Linked DNA regions of Mus musculus: region 2 is linked to region 1. The links are chromatin contacts, called in public Hi-C maps. All regions are on one chromosome and are shown on one strand. The core of a region is the stretch at or near the end of the contact, and the rest is flanking DNA. Distances in the headings are between cores, read along the strand shown.

Evidence for each region. Hi-C and Micro-C count contacts between places; a contact is called where the count stands out from the background.
Region 2: a contact with region 1 is called in a Hi-C map of bone marrow-derived macrophages, with 99 read pairs. The contact joins the promoter of Il10ra here to the enhancer-like site in region 1. A contact is called at or near these places in 4 of 39 promoter capture datasets (embryonic stem cells, liver, pre-B cells and 1 more), 2 of 15 datasets of contacts at CTCF or cohesin (CD8 T cells and large pre-B cells), 27 of 484 Hi-C or Micro-C datasets (B cells, CD4 T cells, CD8 T cells and 17 more), 13 of 115 datasets of contacts at active chromatin or transcription factors (CD8 T cells, the HPC-7 cell line, bone marrow-derived dendritic cells and 7 more) and 3 of 9 other capture datasets (adipose tissue, liver and pancreatic islet).

What each region holds. Positions count from the first base shown.
Region 1 is chr9:45,220,362-45,226,744 of GRCm38.p6, reverse strand. All of the region lies in intron 1 of BC049352 (cDNA sequence BC049352), which reads right to left. Among named protein-coding and RNA genes, the nearest start is that of Tmprss4, 20 kb to the right of the region's middle. Within about 2 kb of position 5,019, at least 35 of the 459 cell types and tissues checked have an H3K27ac peak or open chromatin away from gene starts, as enhancers often do. A contact at or near this core is called in B cells, CD8 T cells, adipose tissue and 4 more, where this site is marked.
Region 2 is chr9:45,266,386-45,272,791 of GRCm38.p6, reverse strand. Il10ra (interleukin 10 receptor, alpha) reads left to right here and starts at 3,643. Exons shown (of 7, transcript NM_008348.3): 1 at 3,643-3,786; 2 at 5,572-5,692; 3 at 6,150-6,337. The coding sequence starts at 3,720. Mir7086 (microRNA 7086) reads left to right here and starts at 6,085; the gene lies at 6,085-6,149.

The DNA of each region.
Region 1 (6,383 bases), core at 3,770-6,269:
GGAGAATGACTGAGGAAGGCACTCAACCTCTGGCCTCCTGACACATGTGTAAGCATATGCACACACACATGTGCACACATACATGGATACTTATGCACGCACATGCACAAAAGGAAGATGAAATAATTGTGTCCCTAATTACTACGTGCTTTGGCAACTAAACATTTTCTTAAGCTAAGCATGCTTACCCCCATGTGGCGACAAGCACAAGATGTGGTAGCAACTGGAATTGTCAACAGCAGCCCTTAGACACCAGTTGCCCAGGGAGCAGGGAGAGGCTTAGCAGAGTGGTTAAACACACTGAAGCAATGTCATAGGAGCTCCTAGCCAAAGGTGGCCCAGCGGCGGTCTTAAGTGTGAGCCTGATACACTGTCTGAAAGTAACGTCAAGGGAAGCTCTCATCTTTGCCATCTTAATTTACATTTTGCATGTGTGCTTTATACAATGGTTGCCTCTATCAGTGTGTAAGTACAAAAGTAACTTGTATATGAATAAATATTACAATACACACTCAGCATCATTTACTGATGGGAGACACAATCTAAAAGGCTTAGTGACAGTAAGACCGTAGTCCTTGTTCCTTGTACCTGCTTAGATGCCTGTCCACACTTCTCTGTGTCTTCCAAGTCTCTCACACCGAATGCTGAGAGGACACTGGGAGCCATCGGGGGAGCTGGTAGCACTGAGCCTAATGCACCCTCCACCCCATGCTGGGCTGGAGTCTCTGGGAATCCCAGGTTTCTTGGGAGTGGATACAGAGATGCTCTGAAGGGAAGGCTTGGGAGGACCTTTCTCTCTGCCTCAGCTGTATCTTGCACCAGCTGCACAGGTTTTAGTGAGCCACTCTAGACTTCAAGCTCATCTCCCCTAGATGAGTGAGATGTGCCTTAAGGTATCATGATGATGATCATCACGTGAGATAAAGGAAGACAGAGGTGTTGAGGGATCGTGAAGCCTCTCCCTTCAGGGGCAGGCGTGGAGCTAAGGGAAGCCCCACAAGCATCATCAGCATTTAGACCTAAAGGAGGCTTGGCAGCCTGAGAAACCCATGCTGAGGGGCCTACCCCAGCCTGAGCCTGCATCCACTTGGCTGGACCAAAAGTCACACACACACACACACACACACACACACACACACACACACACACACACACATGAACATGGCCAAGGTACCTACTCTTCTCCCTGTGCCTGCCGCTGTAGTAGACAGATACATTTGAGCTCCACAAATCTCATCTTGGCTCCGGCCATAGGCAATGCTGAGCCGAATTGTATCTGCCTCATGCATTTCCACCCCACACCGGTACCCAGCCACTCACATCAGCTACCAGCCATCCCTACCATCCTCAGATTCCTACATCTGTGGGGGAACCTCAAGGACAAGGGCACCATCACCCTTAGATTCTTCTTGGGGGTCCCCACCAGATCTTAGACAAGAGGACATGCACATAGAGATGGGCACCCATTCAGGGCACCCCAGGGTCCTCCCACCTCACAGGCAAATGCTGCCTCCCGCCCTTGCATCCTTATCTTGGACCCAGGCTGCTTCATGCTTCCTTGCTGGAAACAGAACAAGCCAAGGTTGCTTTGCCTGGCCACAGAGCCAGGAGCCTTGGGATCTCGGGATCTATTCGTGAAACATCTGGAAAGTCTTGACTACTTAGAATGCACACACTTACGCTTCCTATCACCCCAGTCACCTTGCTGCATTCTCAGCCCCAGGCCAAGGCCCCCAGCTGGTCTCCCTAGGCGATTTTCCTCTGAAGAGCATCTAGAGAACATTGACTCATTTGTTGGTTAGTCTCCAAGGGCCCGAATGAGCTCCTGCCCCTGTGAAGCCAGAGAAAGGGGAGTTTGCTCCAGGGTTTGTGGGGCTGCATGAGGGAAGGTGAGGCAAGCTCATCTTTGCCTTAATCCAGGCCCAAGAAGGAGCCTTGTGGGTCAGAAGCATCTGCCCCTCCCCCCATGGCTACTGCACTCACTGCAGAAGCTGCACACGATGACAAGCCTCTATGGCTTCTTCTGTAGGGCTAGATGGTGCCTCTTCCTGTGAAGGCTTCTTCCTGAGGTAAAGGTTTCTCACGCTCGAGCACACGGATCATCCACCCCACCCCGTGTATCCTCTAGCCCAGTCCATCCATGGCACGCAGAGCCATTCATGGATGCTGAAGTAAGACCTTAGGGCCAACCACGCCCAACTCAACAGTGTCTAACACAACTGAATGCTCAGTGCTCCCGTGGATGACAGCCCCAGAATCTAGAAGACGCTAAAATCCAGTGCTGAGCTTCTGTGTCCAGTGGAAATGCAGCTTTTACTAAGTGAGAACTCACCCTAGTTTCCAAGAAGGACCAAATGAAATGAGAGACAGACAACACTCCAAGGACCAGGTCCACCGGATCTGTACACTTTTCACTATCAGAATACCAAAGCCAGGTCACCTGTGGTTTCACCCCCAGGGTGACACTCAAGCCAGGCAATCTGGGCCTAAATACTGCAGGGCTGTAAATAGGAAGCCAGGGCATCTGGGGAGAGGGGATGGTGGGTGGAGCAGCTACCTCTCATGAGTAAGGCTTAATTCAATGCCCAGCCCTGGAAATACAAGGAGTCTGTGGTGTCATGTAATGGTAGAGCGCATGCTTAGTGGGCCCCAGCCAAGCATTCGTTTCAAAGCCAATCCTACACCTATGGGAAGACATTAGAGTCTAGCTGCTCACTGGGATATAAAGCATGAAAGTGGCTGGAAGATGGGGAAATTCTAATCACCTATGTGTTACTGTGAATGTTAACAGGAAGTCTTGGCCAGATTCAAGTTCCCTTGACCAACGAAGGTTGCCCTCTGCCCGAACTCCATGTGAAAAGTCATTGCCACCCACCTCCCATCATCCCTCTGTCCCTCTTCATCTAGAGAGCATTCCAGATACCAAATTCCAGAGTCCTTCCTTCTACAGCTACTCCAGGTTCTAAGAAACTCAGGCAGGAAGACAAATGGGAGTGGTGGGGGATGGGGGGTGGAGCCAAACTGGCAAGAAAGGAGGCTAAAGGCAGGCCGGAGCTCCTAAAGGCAGCCAGGAAAGTGTGCAGGTTGTGCCTCAGATGCTGAGCAAGGTTCAACATGAGCTAAGCTAGGCTGCAGGCCCTTCACTCTCATGGACATTTTAAGCTCCTAGATATAATTATATATTTATTCTTGTTCTAAGAGAGCCTCTAACGACTGGGTAAATATGATGAACATTTGTCATCTCAGCATTCTGGAGGCAGGAAACAGGAAGATCTTGAGTCTAAGATCAGCCCAGGCTACATGGTGAGTTTCCAGGCCAGCCTGAACTATAAGACCAATTTCTATCTCAAAAATGTAACCGCTGGGGCTGGAGAGACAGTCCAGTCGTCAAGAGCGCTTGTTGCTTTTGAGGAAAACCTAGGTTTGGCTTCCAGCACCCGCATGGCGGCTTTACCAACACTCACAGCTCTAGTTTCAGGGGATCTGATGCCCCCGTTGACCTCCTTTGGTAGCATACACATGTGGCACACATAGATGGAGCTAACATACAGAACACACACACATACACAAAATACAAATGCATAAATCTTACATTTTTAAACAACTTTTTAAAATTCCAAATCACAGAGGCCTCAGGAAATCTGGATCGATGTCCCCTCTACACCTCTAGGCAAAAACAACCATCTCTCCCTGTGACGGTTAGCAACATTTGCCGATCTCACGTGATCCAGAATCATCTGTTAGACACACAAATGTACATCGGGTTGATTGCTATAGGAAGACCCTGAATGTGGCCAACGCATTCCACGGGATGGGTTCCTAGATTGAATACAGAGAGAAAAGAGGGCTGGGAGACGGCTCAGTGGGAGAGATGTTTCCTGTGCAAACTTGGGGACATGAATTCAGATCCTCAGCATCCAGGGAAAATAAGGAAGAAGCAATAGAGGGAGATGCGAGCACACACGCGCGCGTGCGCACACACACACACACACACACACAAATACACACACACACACACACACACGCACTCTAAACACCAACATCTCCCCCCCGTGGATCTTGACTGCAGATGTAATGTGACCAGGCTTCTCACCGTTCTCGCTACCATGACTCCTCCACCAACTATGGCTTCTCAAACCATGAACCAGAATAAAGGTTTCCTTCCTTAAAAGGAAAGGCCTTGGTCTTTCCTCAACTGTGTCTGCTGTCACAACTAGAAAGGTAATATACTCTCTCACCCTATAACCCTCTACCCTGCAGCCTCATCCCACAAACACTGCCTGGCACTGTCCTGTCATACCCAAGAGGACGGGCCAACTAGGCTCCTACTTCAAGGCCATGGCCTAGGGTATGGTCCTACCTGTGCTCTTGTAACCTCCCCTCTAGTTTCCCACTGGCCTTTCAGGGCCCCCAGCACATCCTGCATTCAGCAGGAAGCCATCACTCAAGTTCCAGAGTCAACAGTGCCATATTCAGCAGCCCCCTGTCACACACAGATGCTGTACCTGGAACTGCGGGTTTGGGACCCACCTGCCTTCTCTGGAGATGGATTTACCCATGTCTGTGTGCCCAGAGCCTGTCTCTCCAGCTCAAGGCAGAACCCACTCGGGTTCAGGGCAAATGTTTCTTGGATGCAGTAAATGCCCAAGCAGGGCTAATTCTGGAGACAGTGACTGAAAAGTACAGAGGGCAGTCCTGAGATCACATCACAGTGGCTGTCATACTGTAGCCATACTGTCTCTGGTTGGAAGAAGATACTGTGCTTGACCTGATCTGGGCAATTCACGTTCCTTCTTGAAGGCAATGCTTTCTCTCTACTTTCTATGGTTGCCCTCTGCCCCATAACATATACACAGCCATTTCCTTCTGTCTCCCTTGGCTCTTGAAGGAACATGAGCCACGTTCTCACTGCAAATATCTCACTGTAAAAATCTTACAAACTTTCACACCACAGCACGGAAGAACACATTCCTGTGAGCCGTGCGCCCCCTAGTGGCAGAAATGGTTCCTTTTCCAACAAGGGAAGGGCTCTTGGAAGGCTAAATGGTAGAACCGCTTATGTAATTGCCTCTTCAGGCCAGTCCTAGCTTGTTGTGTGTTTATTCAATTGTCATACACTGTTGTTTTGCCAGACAGACAAGAAAAGGAGGCCCAAGAGTCACTACAGATCTCTGGTAGAGAAGACAAACAAAGGGAGAGTCTCTTCCAGAGAAGTGTGACACACCACTTAAGTTAAAGGGAGTCTGAGAACGCTGCAAGAACCCTGATTTGGGGGTACCACTGAGAGGACTCCCTGGGATCACATGACACTATTGCTATGCTCACATCCATGTAACTGGGTAACAGTTCAGCTTCCACACGCGGGGCCCGCTGTGGTGGGAGGTAATTGTTCCAGAGTCAGAGTGTTGTGGTTCAACTGTGATAAGACACTTTGCAAGAAAATGGTGGAGTTTCTCCAGGGGCCTAGAAACCAAACCAGGAAGGGGCTGAAGTTAAGAGACCAGAGGAGTCAGGAGACCCAGTTCCTTCAGAGGAGAAAATATAGTTGTAACAAACGACGAGACCAGAAAGGAGAAGAAATGGACGACAGACCACTGAGCATTGAGTTTTGCGAAGCCATGAGGCCATTTTGTGAAATTAAATGCAAATTTTTAAAAAAATCAATAGCTATACTCAGCATCAATTCACCTACATTCATAATTTGATAACTGGCTCCAGAATCAGGCTAACCACAGGCATGAGAGTAAACTCTGTTGGCGCCAAGGAAGTAGGGCAGCTAACTGTTCTACATAAGTAGAACGTGTCCTACAGTCATTTAAAAGAATTTCCAGGCTTGGGGGGCTGAGGCAGGAGAATTACAAGTGAAGGATCTGCCTTGGGTATCTCAATAAGACCCTGTCGAGAAATAGAAAACAAAACAACAACAAACAAAAACAAACAGACAAACAAAAGACTGTAGCTCAGTGGTAGGGAGTTTGTCTTGAGAGGCCTCTCAAGTATGTGGGGCAGCTACTCTGTTGTGGGACTATTCTGTTGAAGCAGGAAGTTACTGTCCATAGCACATTTTTGGCTCCTACTCAGCCCTGGAGACTTCCTGTAGCCCCAAGGTGATCCCATACCCCTTGTGCCAGTTCTGCCCCACCTTGTATTGAGGTTTCTCCTCTAAAGCAATATCAACTCTGGTATTCACCCCAGGGCCAGGTGTATGGGAGAGTCCTGGGTTGGGATGGGTCCTGGGTGGAGTGGGCGTAGGCAGATCTGGATAGTCAGGTGGCCAAAGCATAGATACACAAGAAATTCTGGAGTTCTGGATAGGAGGGGCCCAGCGAGGGAAGAGGACTGTGCCAGGGGCTGGACTTGGCACACCTAGTCAGAAACACACT
Region 2 (6,406 bases), core at 2,394-4,893, 47 kb before region 1:
GGGATTTTCGGAGGGGAAACTAGGAAAGGGGATAACATTTGAAATGTAAATAAAGAAAATATCTAATAAGACTAAAAAGTTAGAGTTAAAAACAAAAACAAAACCAGAACCCAGCTGAAGTGCATACAGCACCTTACTCCGGCCTGAGCTGCTGCTCAGAGGGCGCCTCTTCGGAGCCCTGCCATACTGAGCATTAGTATTGGGCAGAGAGTGAAAGGGAGCGGGCATGAATTAGATTCTACAGACACATTTAAAAGTTTCTCCTGGGACAGGGGCTGGACTGAGCATGCCCAGAGCACTGGTTACGCCTTGGCAGTCCCCATACCTTGCACTTGAAATCCTTTTCACTGCAAGGACTGCCCAGTTTCACCAGGCAGCTTCCTCCTTTCTGTCTCCATCTCAGAGCCGGTGCCTCTGGGTTTCACTGTTTTGTGCTGCCCTGACAGAGTGATTGTAATCACTGTAGGGCAGCCCGGGACTTCCCAAACACTCGTCTGGAGACCAGCTGTGTGCCTGCAGAACTCAGTTTCCTGCAGTGCTCAGATGCCCTGGGAAGTTTATGTAAGAGTGTCATGAAAGGGAGACAGTGACTCCATCAGACTTCAATTGTGCCCTAAGAAAGAGAGAGCTGCCTCAAGATCAAGCTATCTACCTGGCCGGGTCCATCGGCTTCCTGGGCTCACCACGGTACCATCATCCTCCCAGCCCCAAGTTGCCCTCCTCCTCCTCCTCCTGAACATTCTCATTCTCTCTCAACTCACTTGGTATTGTGCTTTGCAAAAAATCTTCCAAAGTTCGAAGTCACCATTGCCAAAATAGGAAATACAGAAGTTCAAGGACCAACTGAGCCCTGCCCGCCAACTAAAGTCTCTGCCCTCTGCCACCGTGTCCCCATTTGCAAAACACTGACAGCTGCACCACCTCCCCACCCCCCAGTGGATTCTGTTAAGGACTGGATGAGGCTGTGTTTGCAGATGAATCAGGACTGGCCATCATGGCTGTCAGGAAAGCCCTGAATCTCTGTGGTGTAATACAGGGATCCAGTTTAATGTTTCATCCTTCCTTCAGAGTTCTCCAAGAAGTGATTCGGGGCACCCAGGTCTTTTGCATTCCCTGGAAGTCCTCGGCTGGGGCCCTCTGGATGGCTGACAGGATAGCACAAGAGGCAGGGCCTGGGTGTACCACTCTCTGCTGCAGCTTCACACGGGTTTAAACCCGGTCATATTTTCCAGCCACACACCGGAAAACAGTTGTCCCATGTTCCCAGGAAAAGGACAGGGATTTGTTTGTTCAGTACCTGGCTGGTGTCTGCTATGCAGTGTAAAGTGTTTTATGGAGTCCTTGACACACCTTAAGAGTCCGAGCATATGAAAATCCTGTTATTTACCATCTGTTCCAATATGGATGCTCACAAAAGAACCCCTGAAGAACAAGCTACTCAACACAAAACAGCATGCATGTGGGCTTCTTCTAATTTTTTTTCTTTCCTCGGGTATGATAATTATGTGCCTAATGCAGCTTCTCCCTGGGTGCTATGCAGGAAGCAGGGAGTGTAGCAGGAAGCCCACACTCAATGCTGGTTCTGCCCCGAGCAAGGGCCAAATTATGTCAGCCCTAGGATGTGTGCCCACTTTACAGACTTCTCTAAAACTGCTGTATCCCCTCATCTCCAATGTCCCAATCCCCTCCCTATCCATCCATCAACTTGCCTATTACAACGCAGCGCTCAAGTCTCAGATAACCGGCCACCTCTGCCATGGAACCTTCCTTGTTCTCAGCCCTGTGTCCCCTTGTTAGTCTGTACTTTCCTTCCCAGAAACTGTTAAAATCTCCGCTCACTTTCTGTCTCTGGCAAGGTGGTTTCTAGAGGAAGGGGCCTGGTTTTGGCCAGCATCAGCTTGTGACTGTAAATTCTGGTATGTGGAAGAACCATCTCGATCGTCCCTTAAAACAGCCAAGGTGCAAGGCTTTAAAATTCTTATAACTCAACCAAAAACTAAAAGGAAGACAACTGAGGAAGAAACACCGCAGTGTCCTCTTTTTTAAGAGGTAAACGGGGACTAAGAAGTCATGCCCGGGTACTTGCGTCACGCCTGGGTACTTGTGTCACGCCAAGCAGTATATGTGCTTTACCAGCGGAAGGATGGGCAGTGCAGAACAGCAATTAAAACAAAGTCCTCCCACATTAAGAAGTCTGAAGTTTTCCAACATGGCTGACATGAGGGTATTCACAGTGACGAGGGTATCCCTGAGTGTGGTTCTCACTGATTGTGTGTGTGTGCGTGTGTGTGTGTGTGTGTGTGTGCTCGATGCTATGGTTCACAGATATTACTTCCAACTAGCTGAATAGCTAGGGCAGCCCAGTCCTCACAGACAAGCACCTTTCCCAGTGAGTTCCCTCGGCACAGAACATGATCCCACTCCACTTGGCATCCTCTGTCTAGGCCACTGGACATAGCACTATCCACTCCCACGGTGTTTAGACAAAGCTTGTGTCTCCACAAGCCAAGGGGGTGGTGTGCATCACTAGCTCTCAGGTCACGACGGCAGTGCTCGTGTCTGACACCCCCAAGTTGGAGGGTCCTTCTCCAGGTTCAGAGGTTGCCCAAATCTTTGACATAGTAACAGTACTTTGTCATCTACGAACTTCACACCGGAGAACCATCCAATCCAATTTCCAGGAAGAAAAAGAAAAATTTAACAAATACCTCATACTGTTTTCAGTCAGTTTCTAATTTGATGGGAGGCAGGATTGGTATTGGCACTGAGAATCATGCAATTTGCAGACCGATGGCTGGCCAAGCCTTCTCAAGGCAGTAGTGTCTTCCGTGTGACAGGTAGGCTCTGAGGGGAATAGAAAGTGACTTCTTGAGAGCAAGGGCATCCTAGTGACTCCAGCCCTTCCTTGGCTTCTGTGCCTCCTCAGAACAAAAACAGGGCTTCCAGGATAGCATGAATATGTACCTGGCAGATGACCCCACGGGCGCTGTACACCTCACAATTAGATCCCTGAAAATCATGTAAGTGACATACTCACAGTATCAGCGCCACCTGCCAATAAGTCAGGTGGACAAAGCTTGGTCTCTCACACAATTAACATCTTTGGTGACACTGGAGGGCAGACAGATGTCCTGGTCACTGAAGAGGCATCTGAGTGATACCAGGTCCCTCAAGGCGCCTATTGACACTTCTAACCTGCAGATTTAGGGCAAGAACAACCTAAAGGGCCTGGGGGTGTCATGGACTCCCACCAAGAGTCAGGTAGGGACGTTCCCTCACTGTTGGCTTAGCAGAGGGCCCTGCATAGAGGTCCCAGGACTTTCACACATGTACCTGCACGCTTGTGCTTTGCTCCTGGCCCAGTCAGTAATTCCAATTGCTACAACAGAGAGGGGAAGGGGGCAAGGGGAAGGGGAGGGGGAGGGAGAGGGGAGACAGGCTGTCCAGTCGGTGTGAGAGTTAAGAGCCCAGCCACAGAAAGCCTCAGCTGCTCTTTCACCTTGAGACAAATGCCCCAGAACTAGCTAGACTTCGCTGCCTGCTGAGGTTCCTGCGGAGGTTCCCAAGCTCCGTGGGCTGAGGGCGGAGCAACGAGGCTCCGCCTTCAGGTTGATGTCAAGCTGGCCCTGTGGATCCAGCGGCAGTCTTCAGTTCTCAGGACGCCGCCGGCCGGAGGCGTAAAGGCCGGCTCCAGTGGACGATGCCGCTGTGCGCCCAGGATGTTGTCGCGTTTGCTCCCATTCCTCGTCACGATCTCCAGCCTGAGCCTAGAATTCATTGCATACGGTAGGCTCCCCAGCGCTCGCTCTGTTGCTTTAAAGTTCACATTCGCGGGAGAATCTGCTTGGATGGGCTGGGGTCCCGCCCCAGCTCCTTCATGCTGGCAAAACGGTCTCCGGCTCACCTGCTGTTTAAGTGGAGGAGGCTAAGATTAACTGTGGCTGTTTGGGAGTGGCCAGCGATGGATGGGTAAAGCCTATAGTTTCCGTCCTGTACGTACCCTTGTTCCTCAAATCATTATCCTACCACCTCCGGACAATCCATAACTTAGCCCTCACTTTTCGGCTGTTCTGGTTCTTCCGTGGGTCTGATCGTGCCCCTTCTTAGTTAGGCTCCTCTCCCTGAACCCTACCATCTCACCCCATCCCTTCTTTCTGCCCACCCTTCCCGACCACCCTGTTAGTCTTTAGCCCACAATTCATCTCCGCTGCCTGCTGCCCACCCCCCTCACACACACACACTTTACCCACTCCTCAGCTCAGGCTAGGTTCCTGTAGCCCAGGAGAGAATGAAAAAGTGGAGAGTTGGAGGGACCAAGTGGCACAGAAGTACGAAGACCGGGGACCCCAAAACACACTTTTACAGGAGTTCAAAGTAAAAAGAGCACAGTCAGTCATGTTATCTACAGAGGCACTGGGGATGTGCCCCGCTGAACATCACAAACACGGGCTGAGGTTTTCACTCCCCCTCTCAGAGTTTTGCAACTGAAACACAACCTTGAGATTCAAAGAAAGGGGTGGGGGGGGGGAAGGGCTGGGACAAGTATGTTTTCTGAGAATGACAGGGTCACTGAAAGAGAACTGAGAACTGTGACTCTCAGAGAGCTGGCAGTTTGGAGAAGGAAAGTGTTGCAGAGCTGCCTTCAAGAGGAGACATCTTAAAGGGTCAAGAAGGCTGGAGAGGAACAAGGGCTATTGTCCTTGCAACACACTTAAGCCCGCAGAACTCATCAGGAGAATTCAATAGGAATGCTTATTGTATTGTTACAAAAAGGGCAGAGGATCTCAAGGGGGTCACTCCTCTGCTCCTGGTCATACTGGCAAGCTGCTAGCTCCAGGCTCCTGTGTCAGCTCTTTAGAACTAATAGAGTGGGAGACTACAGGTACTTCACAGCTGAGTTTTCGAGGAGGCCAGGAGGCTGGACCGCTGACGTTCATTGTCTCCATTTGAGGCTCGCCTAGGCATCTGATTATACTGATGTCCATGTCTGAGCTACAGCTTTCCTAGAAACTAGGGACTGTGGGGATACCCTGTGCCTGGACCACAAGATGTCTGTGTAGACAAGCAGGGTGCCTACGGATCCAGATAAGGTCAAGGGTCATGGCTTGGATGAGAACTCAGTCCTGGAATGTCGCTAGAACAGGAACAGGCTTTGGCCAGAGAGCCAGGGACCGGCTCATCTGAGAGCCACTCCTGGCCATTATCCTGGAATGTAACAGACCCAACTTGCCTTTGTCAGTCCCTTGTGAGGCTTCTCATCCCACATCACACAAGCATAGAAAGACAAGACTCTAGCTTTGGATTCAGACACATTCTGGATATAGACCACCACCATGCCCCTTACTGGCTCCACTGGCCTTGGGCCAACTATCTGATTCTCTGGGATTCTATTTCTTCTTCACTAAGTTCGGCATGTGTCTAGAGCCCAGAGCTGCTGTGATCACTAAACCGAACATATATATGTAAAGCACCCAGCCCCTCCCTCCCAAAGTACTCTTGCGGCTTTCACCACCCTCTTCCTAGTCCCCCGGGTACCTCTGCTTTCTCTAGTGTTAGAATTCTTTCCCCTAGGGACAGAACTGCCAAGCCCTTCCTATGTGTGGTTTGAAGCCAGATTTTTCCAGCACATCCTCCACTGGAAACCTATCCCAAACCAGTCTGAGAGCACCTACTATGAAGTGGCCCTCAAACAGTAAGGAAAGAGGCACAGGGGGACCAAATGGAGGCGGGAGGGGGGGGGGACGACTAGGTGGCTACCTTACTATTGAAATGAGACTAAAAGGGACTCTGACACATACTTGCTTGAGTGTCATATGAGTTGAGCAATGTGCTGGGACCCCTAAGGTGAGCAGCTGTTGGCTTGGAGGGCTTCCTGGTATTCTGGAAAAGCATTCATAAACCTAACTACAAGAAAGGAAACAGGGGATTGCAGAGTGGGCTCATACAGTCTTAGGGGGGAATGAGCTACTTAAATTCCCACCCAGGGGCTTTCTAGAACATGGATGTCAACAGAGACCTTGGCCAAGGGCCTGAGGACTGTTCCCTTTGTCATTAAGGAAACGTTCTGCCTGGCCTTTCCCTCCCCTCTTAAGAGGAGAAAGGTTTGGGCACAAGCTGTTCCCTCAGTGTCCGTTCTGATATCTCCTCAGGTACGGAAACTCAACCTGGAATGACATCCATATCTGTAGAAAGGCTCAGGCATTGTCCTGTGATCTCACAACGTTCACCCTGGATCTGTATCACCGAAGCTATGGCTACCGGGCCAGAGTCCGGGCAGTGGACAACAGTCAGTACTCCAACTGGACCACCACTGAGACTCGCTTCACAGTGGATGAAGGTGCTTTGCCTCTACTGGGCTTAGAACATGGCCTTCCGGGACAGTTCCAGCCAGGAACTCCAGCCTAGG